Regions from separate parts of the Anser cygnoides genome. Here region 1 is linked to region 2. A link is a contact called in public Hi-C data. All regions are on one chromosome and are shown on one strand. The core of a region is the stretch at or near the end of the contact, and the rest is flanking DNA. Distances in the headings are between cores, read along the strand shown.

The links. Hi-C and Micro-C count contacts between places; a contact is called where the count stands out from the background.
Region 1: a contact with region 2 is called in a Hi-C map of liver, with 2.6 times the contacts expected there. The contact joins the enhancer-like site here to the promoter of ABHD10 in region 2. A contact is called at or near these places in 2 of 7 Hi-C or Micro-C datasets (both in liver).

Annotation. Positions count from the first base shown.
Region 1 is chr1:91,234,659-91,240,614 of Taihu_goose_T2T_genome, forward strand. All of the region lies in intron 3 of PHLDB2 (pleckstrin homology like domain family B member 2), which reads right to left. It overlaps LOC136791444 (a long non-coding RNA gene), which reads left to right and starts at 411. Exons shown (of 3, transcript XR_010833538.1): 1 at 411-630; 2 at 2,232-2,337; 3 at 3,223-4,465. Within about 2 kb of position 3,798, at least 2 of the 3 cell types and tissues checked have open chromatin away from gene starts, as enhancers often do. A contact at or near this core is called in liver, where this site is marked.
Region 2 is chr1:91,184,885-91,191,039 of Taihu_goose_T2T_genome, forward strand. ABHD10 (abhydrolase domain containing 10, depalmitoylase) reads right to left here and starts at 4,305. Exons shown (of 5, transcript XM_048057396.2): 1 at 3,995-4,305; 2 at 900-1,083; 3 at 1-74. The coding sequence starts at 4,076. It overlaps PHLDB2 (pleckstrin homology like domain family B member 2), which reads right to left. Exons shown (of 20, transcript XM_048057375.2): 20 at 4,703-6,155.

The DNA of each region.
Region 1 (5,956 bases), core at 2,548-5,047, 49 kb after region 2:
ACGCGCTCCCCGGAATCACTTGCAGTTAGCCGCCGAGCTACGTCTCCGTCCTTCGGGAAGAGCCCGGGCCCACACGTCTCCAATCCCCACCCAACCCAGAGCTTCTGCCTTCGGGTGGGTCTCGTGCCCCTTCCCCTGCAGCCCCCGGCGGTGGCAACGGCAGAGCCGAGCTGCCCAAGGCGCGGAGCCCTGCAAGCTCAGACTTTCCACCGAGCGGGCCCAGCAGATTCCGCAACCGGCCCTCAACCCCAAACGACCGACATAATTATAACCCCGCCGAGCCCTGCTCCCTCTCTGCGTCTCCTGCCAGACCCTCAGCCTGCTCCCTCAGCCCGCCGAAGCCGTGGCCCTCCCTCGTGGTAAGCCTTTTGGCCACGAGACCCAATTCCTAAAGCGCTGTGCAAGCGCTGGCCAGCGATGGTGTGACAGCACCAGGCCTGGCCCCTCGCTACGATCCTGACGGTTATGGACGGGAAGCACAGCATTAGGATATGAAGTGCCGTCCCTCCCTGCCACAACAGGATACATCGTGTTACCCCAGGCCAGCCCCCCATCCCTCCAACAATGACGGCAAACGGCAGGTTTAGGTTTTCAGGCACAGCTGCTGCTCATCCCAGCCCGGGGAACCAGGTAAGGAGCTCTCCCTGCAAACCTCTCCTTTTGGGAGCAGCCCCGCGGAGGGATCCTTCCTTCCCCAAGTCCCACGTGGTCAGCAAAACTCTAAAATCTCAGGAAAACCTCTGCCAGGCTTCAAAAAAGTCCTGCTGAACTTCCAGGCGCATGACCGAAATGCCGCTACCTCTCACTTCTATTTTGACATGTACCGAGAGGCTTACGGACAGGAAGCTGGGTGGCTATTTTATACACCCTATTCTCATCGGTTCGTCTCGGCCAGCTCGCTCCAGCTCCAGCACACCTGCATTTAACTGTTCCAGCACACATTTCCGAGTCAAGCGGCTAGCTAGGAAACCACCCCTGTAACGCAAGAGAAATGTGAGAGCGGGAGAACACGAAAAGTTTGGGTGGTAATTTTTGTGATTTTAATTTCGACGCCAAACACGGTAGAGAAAGAAAAGGCATTCCAAGTGAAACAGCTTGGTTTAAAATTGGTTCTGCTGGGAGGAAGGGCTGTTGAATTAAGCCTTTTGAGTCCCCTTTTGGTATGTTTCCCCGTAAAACGCCCTTTCTAACAGACTAAAACATCTTTGTGTACTTTCGCTGGATCTTTTACCTGCTGTGAAAAGGGACAGACAGGTCTTGTGCTCTTGCTACCTTAGCAGTTTCGCCACTATGGGCTTCGACAAAGCTACGTACCACATCTGAATGGCTGGAAATTTAGGTGCTGAAGGAGGATGGGACAAAGGGATAACAACCCTCCTCTGCTACTGCTTAACAACGACATTAAGACACATCCCTGGCACCCTGTGAAGAAAAATATTCTGAAATAGTGGAGATAAGTAACTCCCACTCTTTCAAAGACAACTACGCCAGCGGCTCCAGGATTTGTTCATCCACTGCATGTCACACGTTGTATGGATTTTACAAATGTGTGGAGGTCGGTCATATCTAGGTATCAAGGCAGGATGGGGTTAGTCAGCTGTGGCAAGCAGCAAGCTTTCCAGCTAAGTGCCATTAGCAACTGTATAACCCAAGATCTCATTAAAAATACATGTACAGCCTGTCCTTTGTGACTGGAGCTAACGAGGTTTGTGGCTACTCAGCGGCTCCCTTTGTCTGAAGAGGAGGCTGCTGCCCTTCCCAGCTCCCACTGCTCTTTAAAAGCCTCAGGGGCAGGCAAACACCTGGCTCCAACACAAAACGTCTGAGCAGCAGCAAGTCAAAAAGGACGGGGGAAATAAGGCAGCAGGAGCAGAGCATTAAAGTCCACAGACTTTCATACTTACCACCATGTTCAGCACCCTGTGGGCAAGGGGCAGGAGGAAGGCTTCTCTTTCCTGCCTGGGTTTTTGAGGAAGTGTTGATTGCACACCTGCCTCAGATTTGGAGACAGAAGCTTGTTTCCAAGCCAGACTGCTACCCGGGGCTGAGAGCAGCTCTCCCGCTGTTGTGTCCCTTCCCTCTCTAACCTGTGCCACTTCCTCACTTCAGCCTCATTTATTCTACCATTAAGTCCTTGTTCTACTATATTTAGTCTTCTGGCTACGAGGCTATCAGCAGCAGCACCGAATTCGGAGAAAGCACCTGTGTTTCACATTCGTTTCTCCCGGCAGATGCCCAGGGAGCCTTCCCCAGCAGGGACCCACAAGGAGGAGAACTGCAGAAGGAAAGCCGCGGCCCCGAGGAGCAACACGCCTGATCCTTGCCTCCCCGTTACAGGTACAAGAGAAATGGAGGGACAAAAGTCAAACAGCTCAGGGGCACAGACCAGAGCCAGCCTCTGGGCAGGAACTTTACGGAGGAGCTTTTGCAGAACCCAGTTCCCCAGTTACGCTGAGGACAGGAGCTGTAGAGCACTGCTCAACTTCTGTAATTAAAAGCAGGTCTACTGAAATTCATTTCTTCCCTTCTTCCTATATATAGCTCCTTTTAATAAAACACAGAGCTGCACAAATTAAGTACACTAAATCCACACTCTGGATTATTAAAGATTCCACAGAAAAGTTCTGGAATAATTAAAGTAAAAATTTACCGAGTTATCAGTGTTAATTATATCCTGCAGGGGATTTGTTTGTTTGTTTTATCCTATTATACAGCACTTGTTCATTTATTAAACTAAACTGCTGTTAAGTGGCTATTCTATAACACTGCAGAGACTGTCCAACACTAGCTGTAGGAAAAATTATCTCAACCCAGCCTTTATCTGCTTGGCTGGGGTTCCTCTAAGAGGCAAGTCAAGTCACTTACACTTTTAAATACAGCTTAGGTGCTTTACATTTAAAGGATCTATAAAAAGACAGTGCCAAAATAAATTTATTAAATATGTATATGAGATTTTTCCAAGCTATATGGAGATTTATATGAGCTCTACTAACCATAGTTTTAAAGCAGTACCACCTTGAACGTTCCCAAATATTTCCATTCAATTTTCCCCTCACACGAGCACATCTTACTAAATTGCAATGAATGAATGCAAAGTGCTTTCCTGACTCGGGGTAATTCTGTATTACTTCCTACTTATTGAATAAACTTAATGAAATTCAGTGCTCTTCCGAATGTGCAGACTGGGGGATAAGCTCTCCTAATTCTATTATTGCTTGTTAGGTCATTGGTCACATAAGCCGAAATCCCTCCCAGCACGATTCCTGCATCCCATAAAACTCCATTTACGAGCATATGCTTTGGATCCACACCGGCAGCTGGGCTACGAAAGGTATCCTGCACACGCTGAGCGGGTCGTTTCTGGGTAGCTACCTCCATCTAGGGGAAAGGCAGCGTACTGCCTGAAAGCCAGCAGCAGAAAACCAAGGCTGGTGCTATTCATACGGGAGGGCGTCAAACAAAACAGATGGCATTAATATCTCTCTGGCTCTGCTGGCCGTGCCAGTCCACCGCCGACCTCCTCACGGGCTGGGGAGAACAACCGCCTTTCAGTTCCAGCAGCTACAACAATTTGCCTTTTATCTCAGACAGGGGAAAAAAAAAGAATAAAGATTTCCTCTTTGAACAAGAAATAAAAAACACGAATTCAATAGCTGACTGAATCTCACTGCCTATTCTTAGATCCCAGTGTTAACTCTCTTCCTTGTTTACGAGGCTCGCGGGCCATCCTCAGCAATAGCTCGCTGTTGCATCTACTTGTGTAAAACTTGGATCAACATCCGCCCGGAGAGATGTGGCACCAGGCCAGCCTGGACACAGAGCCAGCAGGAGCAAAGGCGGCCCCAGTGTTCAGCTGGTTTCGGCAGAAGACACATGGAAAGGAAACTTGAGGGGGCAACAGCAAATGCTATGCGACGATGTACATGTCTTCTCTCTTTGGTGCATAGGGACACATTGCAACTCAGATGTTTTAATCACTCCAAAAAACCGCAAGGAGCATTTTCACTATTTGCACAATTTTTTACAATTCTATGTATATCTGTCTGGGTGATGACAGCAGATCACTTCGTTTTGTATGCAGACAGTAGCAGCAACTCAAAATGCAAACCTCCTGAGGGGCCTCTGTCACTTAAAAAGCAAACTAAGCACAAGTAAAACTCGCAGAATAATTTATATGGGGAAAAAAAGCAACAACAAAAGGAGTAAAAATAAAGGGAAGAGACAGAGGGCAGACACCAGGGCAAACTCTAACATGCACATGGGCTTTGCCAAAAAATTCAGAGGTGAACAGCAGCTGGCAAACACGAGGCCCAAGCCAGCCCTGTGCCAGCAGGGTGGCCGCAGGGGCAGCGCTGGTGCCAGCTGCGCTGCTCTCCGCTCGGCATCTGGCTTGCGGAGTGGCCTCATCCTTCCGAGGAGCCTCCAAGCAGTCCTACATTTTCCTTCTGCCTGCCTTGCTTCAAAGACACAGAGCATTAGTCTAATATTTATGCTTAAAAGGACTGGGCTTCCCCCGCCGTTCACCCACCAGACACTCAGTCTGGACTTTTACCCATCTCTGAGAATGCAAGGCATGCAGTTTTTGCTATCCAAAGGCACTTATTTGGTGGTTGTGGGTTTTCATTTATCCCATACACACCCTGCTCGCCAAAACAGGCCTGAGCAGACCTGGATCTCCAACCTTCATCCATGCCACCTGCCATAAAATCAGACAAAGCTGTGTTTTGGAAACTCAGGCTGGATACATGAGGACCCTGTTTGGATACACTCATGCCTTCAACCACTTAAAAAGACAAAAATAAACCAAAACAGGACAGGGCCTAATGTACAACAGGCTGATGGGCAGTTTGCGGAGGAACATTAAGAGACTTGGCTTTCTTTTTTCTTTTCAACCAAATATATTCCTCCTCTTAGAGATCTGAAAACCTATTTGTGGGGTTACTCAGACCCTCAAAGCACTGGAAGGAGGCACTCTCCTGCTATGCAACCCTTCAACCAGGTACTCAAAAAGGGGGAAAAAACAGTACTGAGAAACACTGAACAGTACTGAGAAATATGTTGCCATTACATCCAGATTTAAAACGAGAACAATTTTTAGCATTACTGAATAGAGAAACAACCCCATATCTCCAGTGCCTCACCGCAAAAAATGCTGTTCTCTTTGAAATATAAATACACTCCCTGTGTTGTCTTTCACGACTGATCACCGCTCAAGTTTTACATTGCTGCTGTCTGGAAAGCCCTCTGATAACACGACAATGCCACTTGGCACACACAAAACATCACGACTGGCAACAGCGAGGAGATTTCAACACGGAGCAGGAAAGCAGCAGGGAGAGAGGAGGACATAACCCATGAGCACTTCTGCTGATGATTTCTCCTTGGGCGTGCAAAAGCGTAACCCTTTGGGGGGTCTGTAACCCCTGCCCCCTGCAGCAGGCCTCCTCACCCTCCGTCCTGGGGGCACAGCCTGTCTTCGCAAGTGCCCAAACCTATCAAAGATGGAGTGAAAGCACACATCCAAAGTTAAGGGCGAAGACCCGATAATACACGTTGGCCCTGTAATGACATAGGTCAGTGCCTAAGTGGACAATAAAATCAGTACAGCATGAATGCATGTTAGTAGGGCCAAGGCGGTCACTGCAAAACCTTTCAAGAACTCCCTCTGACTATTCTGAAGATTTTTTTTTCTTTTACCTAACAGTTGTTTCAATAACACGTTGAAGTTGTGCCTTACTATCAAGAGTAATTCAGGGCTGAGGCTTTATGCGGTTTTATGTTGACTAGTTTTGCAGCTACTGCACAAAGACAGAAGCTCTGTCCCCTTCTGCTACTTCTCCAAGGGAGAAACAAAAATGCCTGTATTTTAATGCAAATTCTCAGGAGGTAAAACCACAACCAAGCGGAGAGAACTCCGATGATGTCCATCAAACCGACCCCAACGCCTATCTGACTC
Region 2 (6,155 bases), core at 3,055-5,554:
CATCTTTTCTCCACTTCCCAATTGTACACTCCTCAAAGTTACCACTTGAACTTCCACATCCTGTATAATCAAATCTGAAAAAGTAAGCATCAAAATGAAAGTCGTAGTACTGTCTACAGCAGCACAGAGGCTAAAACTGAACGGTGTTGTTTAATAAAAATTAAACACAGGACAACATACTGCAGTGAGTATTTTCTTACTTGGTCCTGTGTATAACTAAATATCACCAGAAACCACATGAAAAGAGGTTTAGATACACCTATGCAACAAGGAGAACGTTTCATGTAACAATATCCAAATTTACCAGGGTATTTCCCATACTACGAATTTGATAAGCTCTCTGTAAGCCAAAAAGCATCATACTTCAATTTAGAAGTATAAAATCTCTTCCAAATGCTGTATCAAATTGGGAAGACTTATGAAGCTTAGCATGCAAGCTAGCCTATCAAAGCAGAATATCAGCAAGCACATCCGTGTTCTTCTGTAGGCACAGAAGGCACTGAACAGCTTAGTAATATTTGGTAATTAAAAAGCATGCTTTATAATGATAGTTTAGAAGGAAAAACAGAATTCTGGGCGCTACAACTAACATTTCTAAAGGTTTTCTTTCTTCTTCAGTGTTGTGTCTGTAGCTTTAATGTAATACACAGTGCTGGCTAGAATACAGAAATTTATCACAGAATCTTCTGAATTTCTCTCAAAATACATTCTCATGATTTATCTCAGTTCCTCAACTGACAGAAAGCCTATGTCTGAAATGCAAAAAAGACACTCATTAGCTTGTGTACAGCACAGCACGCATTCAACCCAAACACCGAAGTCTACATGTTTTTGTTAAACCCCCCTCTCCCAACCTATGACAGTTGTTTCATTTCCTCAAGGACAACGCTTTAATGTACCTGACGAAGGCATGACCTAGAGAGCTGCAGAAATCCTCAAGGGCAGTTGCTTTCTGACCATTCATATTGGAATTAAAGCCTGGAAGGAAAATAACCCCTGGATTCCTGCCTTTTAGTCTATGGTAAGCTAGATTTGGTCGATCTGGTCGAGTCAAAAAGCTGACTGATGACTTCTGCCTGCAAACTAATAAAAACATTTGTTTTAGTATAATCATCAAGATAACGCTGACAGAAATGCTAACATTTTATAAAATTAGAATTCAGGAACTGTGTACATATCATGTGAAATTAAGATGCTTAGGCTCAAGAGGAAAGAAAAATAAAAGCGCCTTCTACACTTTTCAATGACTATAACTTAATGACTTGAGGTTGCTCAGTACTAAAGCCAACCATGCAAGGAGTCCACTCAGGAATTAGCAAAGTGGCCAACAGAAGACAAATGCTAAGATTTGCTATACTTCATTTGTCCCCATGTTCCATACCATCTCGAATATTTCCTCATCTCACATGAAGTAACAGCTTTCTCATCCACTCAAACTTTTTATTTTTCCTTTTTTTGTATTTCAAGAGTGAATTTCAAAAAGATTAATTTTGCACCCAAAGTACTGTGTGCGATGGTAAGTTTACAAGTACACGAGATGTCAAATTTTCATTAAAATTGCAACAGCAGGTCAAAACTTCAACTGCATCAAAACCCCAGACCCACCAGATCTATGCGGGAGCCATACAGCGGGGAAATCCCAAAGTGGGAATTTGGAAAGAAGCTTCTGATTTTACCTTTTCCAAGGTGAACATTAGCTTTGTTCAGAAACAAATAACGTAAATAACATGCAGCCTTTCTCATTATACTATCCACAGCCATTTCTGCCTAAGTTAAAAGATTGTTGCTAGTAACACTGAAAATTAACAGGGTGATAAGCTCCAAGTCAAGTTACTTAACACTGCCATCTAAACAGCAGTCTTTTCCTCAGACATGAAACATAGAAAGTTAAAAAAAAAAGTATTTTTTAATGTGTGTATTTAAACGTATGTAAATACAACATAATACATTAAACACACACCATAAGGAGAAAGAGTGGACCATTATAGATCTATGATTTTCTATACATCTCCTAAAGAGGCACAGATATCCCGTCACGTGGATTTGTTCATTCCTGCTGGAGGGGATAAATTATACCAGTATTCAGATTGTTCTACAGTTATCCAGAATGAAATATCACTCTGAGAACCTAATATTTTGGAAATATTTAATAAAATGCAAAATCATTTAGTTCAACTTCTGTCAAAGTGACCTGTAACATATTATTAGACCCATAATAATAAGCATTTTTCCCATCGGTGTACTGGGAACTTAAAATTGCTTTGTTTTGGTTCAAGATAACAAACCAGACATATTTGAAAAGAAAACACTAGGTTGGGCTGTTATTCACATTAATAACCATCCAAAAATATAGTTTCCACCAAGGAAAAGAGATTAACAAAGGAAACACTACCAAACGAACACAATGCTGAATCTCAGTGGCTGCTATAGTATTTAATCTAGTCTTAGCAGTAAGTTTTATCTTTACTACGGGTGAAGGTAAGTGGTTTATAGAGAGGTGTTAAGAGGAATTAATCCACTCCATTATCCCACTCAGCAAGATTAATTTGTTAAACTGAAAGCTTGGTCTAGACTTCTGATAAGACTTTGACACTCTTAATTCTTGGGTTAGAAGAGGCCTGGTTCTTGAATGCTGCTAATCAACAGTAGGGTACAGAGCCTGCACAGCCCCAAATGGTATAACAGGCCTTCCTGGTGGTATAAACATTGGTTAAAACACTGCAAAAACAGGCCTTGACAGCATCACATCACTTCACTGTTCTGCTGCTTTCTCTCACTATCAGAGAGATTGTATTCAAGCTTTTTTTTTTTTTTTTCCTCCATTGCACATGCATTTGAGTGCAAAGGTACGTGCAGAAAAGACACAGCATACAGTGAGTGTTTAGTGTTCTGCTCTAATAGAAATTATCCCATTTGAACTAGAGATTAAAACCACTATATCTCTCATGAAAAGATGGGACAGTTCTTTATTCTACCAATGCACTGATTATTATGAAGGGGAATAAACACCACAAGAGAAGTATATTTATTTAGATGCATTCACCCTACAACCTCTGGTTCATGTGTGTTTCTGTAAGTACTCCAGTCACTTCTTCACCTGTCAGTAAGAGGTACACCAAGAATTGCTACACCTCATAGAAAAAAAGGGTTAGGAGTATTGGTCCCTCCCTTAAGCCTTGATAACCATCTTGGAAGTGATTAGGTACCACAGGCCAGCATCCTGCAGCACTCTGGAGGTGTCCTCAAACTGACACTGGGCAGGGTTTAAACTGAGCTACAAACAGCTGCTGTCCAAACTATCTTGTGAACTAGTCTCGTGCACTTGACAAGTTACTCTAAGTGCATCGGCAGTAACGCTAACCCGAATAACCCAAAAACCTAAAGCAACCTCCTCAGCCAGCCCATCAGAGAGCCCACTTCACTGGGGTTGCACTCTAGAGTCGAAGCCATCAATAACTGAAGAGCTATCCAGTAATTTCTCCTCCTGATTTCAGTGACAGACCTCGGGAAGAGCAGGGGAGCACTTGTGGAGGGTGCATGGTGGTATCTAGTACCAGAAGCCATGTATGGACAGCAGACGTTAACTAGAGGAAGGCATAGGATGCTTGCCCGATGCTATGAAACTCTATTCCTTCCAAAAACTCTGCAATTTGAGTTATGACTCGCAGCAACCACGACTGACAGCTCAGCCGCCCATCAAAGCCGAAGAAATCCCCAAACACCCTGGGGAACGCTCCAGCACCACCACATAGGCAGGGCCTGGAGCAGCAGCGGGTGAAGGCAGCTCCGCCGGGCAGGGGGCTGCCGGCTGACCCCAGCCCGCTTTGCCCCTCACGATCCCCCCCGGCACTCCCCGCCATCTCGGGGGAGGCAGCGCCCGCCCGCCCCTCAGCGCACGCCCCGAGCCGCCACGACGAGGCAACCCCCGGCCCTCCCGCCTCCGTGCCCGCCCAGGGCCGCGGCCAGCGGGGCTGCCCGGGGGCTTGTGCCTTACCAGCGAGCCCCGGCGCCGCCCGCAGCGGCTGCCACAAGCCGCCGGCCCCCCGCAGCCCCCGCGCCGCGCCCATGGCCGCCATGGCGCAGGAGCGCGCATGCGGCGGCGGCCGGCAAATGGCGGCTGCGTGACGGGCCTGCCGCCGGCCCCGCGGCTCCTGGCAGCCGCTGCGGGGCGGAACCTGCCCGCCCGGCCCGGAGGGACGGCAGGGCAGGGCGGTGCGAGGCCCCCGCGCCTCCTCGCTTCGGCTCTCCTGCGCCGACAGGGGCTGGGCTCGGGGAGCAGGTGCTCTCTCTGGGGAACGATGGGGCCCGAGGCAGGGGAGGAGTCAAAAAGCGCCGGGCTTCCACGGTGGGGTGGTGGCCGCTTGCCCTTGAGTCACCTCCTAGCCGGGTATTAGGGAAAGGGGGAGGCCCCTGAGCAGTTCTTGCTTTATAATATCCAAATAAATGCCGCAGGCAAGGCTGGTGATATGTTTCTCAAACGGGGAGGGTCATAAAAATGAGGAGTGTGTTATATAATACACCTATGTACACCACAGTCCCCACTCATAATTTCACTGCCATCTAAAAATTGTTTTCAGTAGCTCTTCTACTGGGAAACACAGGGAAGGGTAGCATTTTTACTGAGAAACACAGACATGCTTGTTCAAGTGTATACAACATTATTTGAAAGACGAGCACAAACACACCAGGATAAAGAATCGAGTGAATGTTTAAAACAAGTTTATTTTTAAAAATGTTTATTGAAATGCCTTCATCGCATCATGCAGGATACAAAAATCATGATTAGAAAACCTTTATAACCATACTTAGAATTAAAATCGAGATACATCGGGAAAAAAATAATAATTATATAAAACAAAGCAGTTCATTTCTGATAGTGTTTTAAATCATTAGATTACAAACTGTGATCTGCACAGATGATACCAATTACCTCGCAGTAACCCTTCCTTCTTTCGTGATTCAAGTCAAAACTGCCATGTCATGCTAGAGCAACCGTATCACCTGTGTATGCCACAAAGAAGAATTCATCCATTCGATACAGGGTTTAAATAGGATAACAAAAATATTTTGCCAGCATACTTCTATTCTGCTTACAGTTTTTAATTTGCTCCATCAAAAGCCATTAACTTTCCATCAAGAAAAAAAGTCTAATGTGCTTTTTTTTTATTACACAAACCACTTGGCACAAGTTTTGATTACTGAAATAAAACCTCTTTAAAGTCAGAGCATAAGAGACTTCCTTGACGTACAGTTCAATTACATAATTGAGGTTTTGCAATATTACTCAAGGACTTGGACGTGATTCTTGATTCTAAAATGGGAGACCACCATACCCTCCATATTTTCATCGTTTTAGGAGTCCCTAACCCCCTGCTACTTAATAGTTTCAGGGTTTTTATTCATACACTGCTTAGTGTAAACTCTTAAGAGTTTGTCAGATTCTATCTGACAGCATTATTCTGTGCAGATATGCTTTTAAAAAATCTCCTGGGCTGGAAACTTGACTTCAAAGAATTTAGATAGATTTTAGATACTTTGATGCTGGCTTCATGGGGACCAAAGCTTGCGAGGTTTCAATAGAGCATTCACTTGGCACAGAGTAAGATTAGAACCACATTAGATGGGACCTGACCACATAAAATAAAATTGCTGCAGGATCCAGAATCAGCTCATTCTATTCGATGTGGAGGATTAAAAAAAAAGTCCTCCTGATGACAAAATTAATACGTGTTTCCATTTCATAGCCTTGTGGATAAATCCCATCTTTATAAAGCTGTCCTTCTCTTTTTTCTTGAGCTCCATAAATACAGACTTGAAACACACAGTTGGTGTCACTGTGTGATTAAACACACAGAATATTGTAAAATTTAATTACTTTAAAAATCGTGAAGAGTTTTGGCACTGTCTCCTTACAGAAAGTTAAGTACAACTAACACTTTGAAACATTACAGTAAGGGAGTCATGTAACTCTTTGGCTCTGTTGTAATACTTAGCTACTAAGGCAAGAATTGTGTGTACCTTAGGGCTGCTTTTTATTTATATTTTTATAAAATACTTGACTAAAAGTTTTAAAAAGTTACCTAATCATCTATAAATGTCAAATGCTGCATATTAAAATATATGCTATTACACTTTTTTGTTCCATTACTAGGATT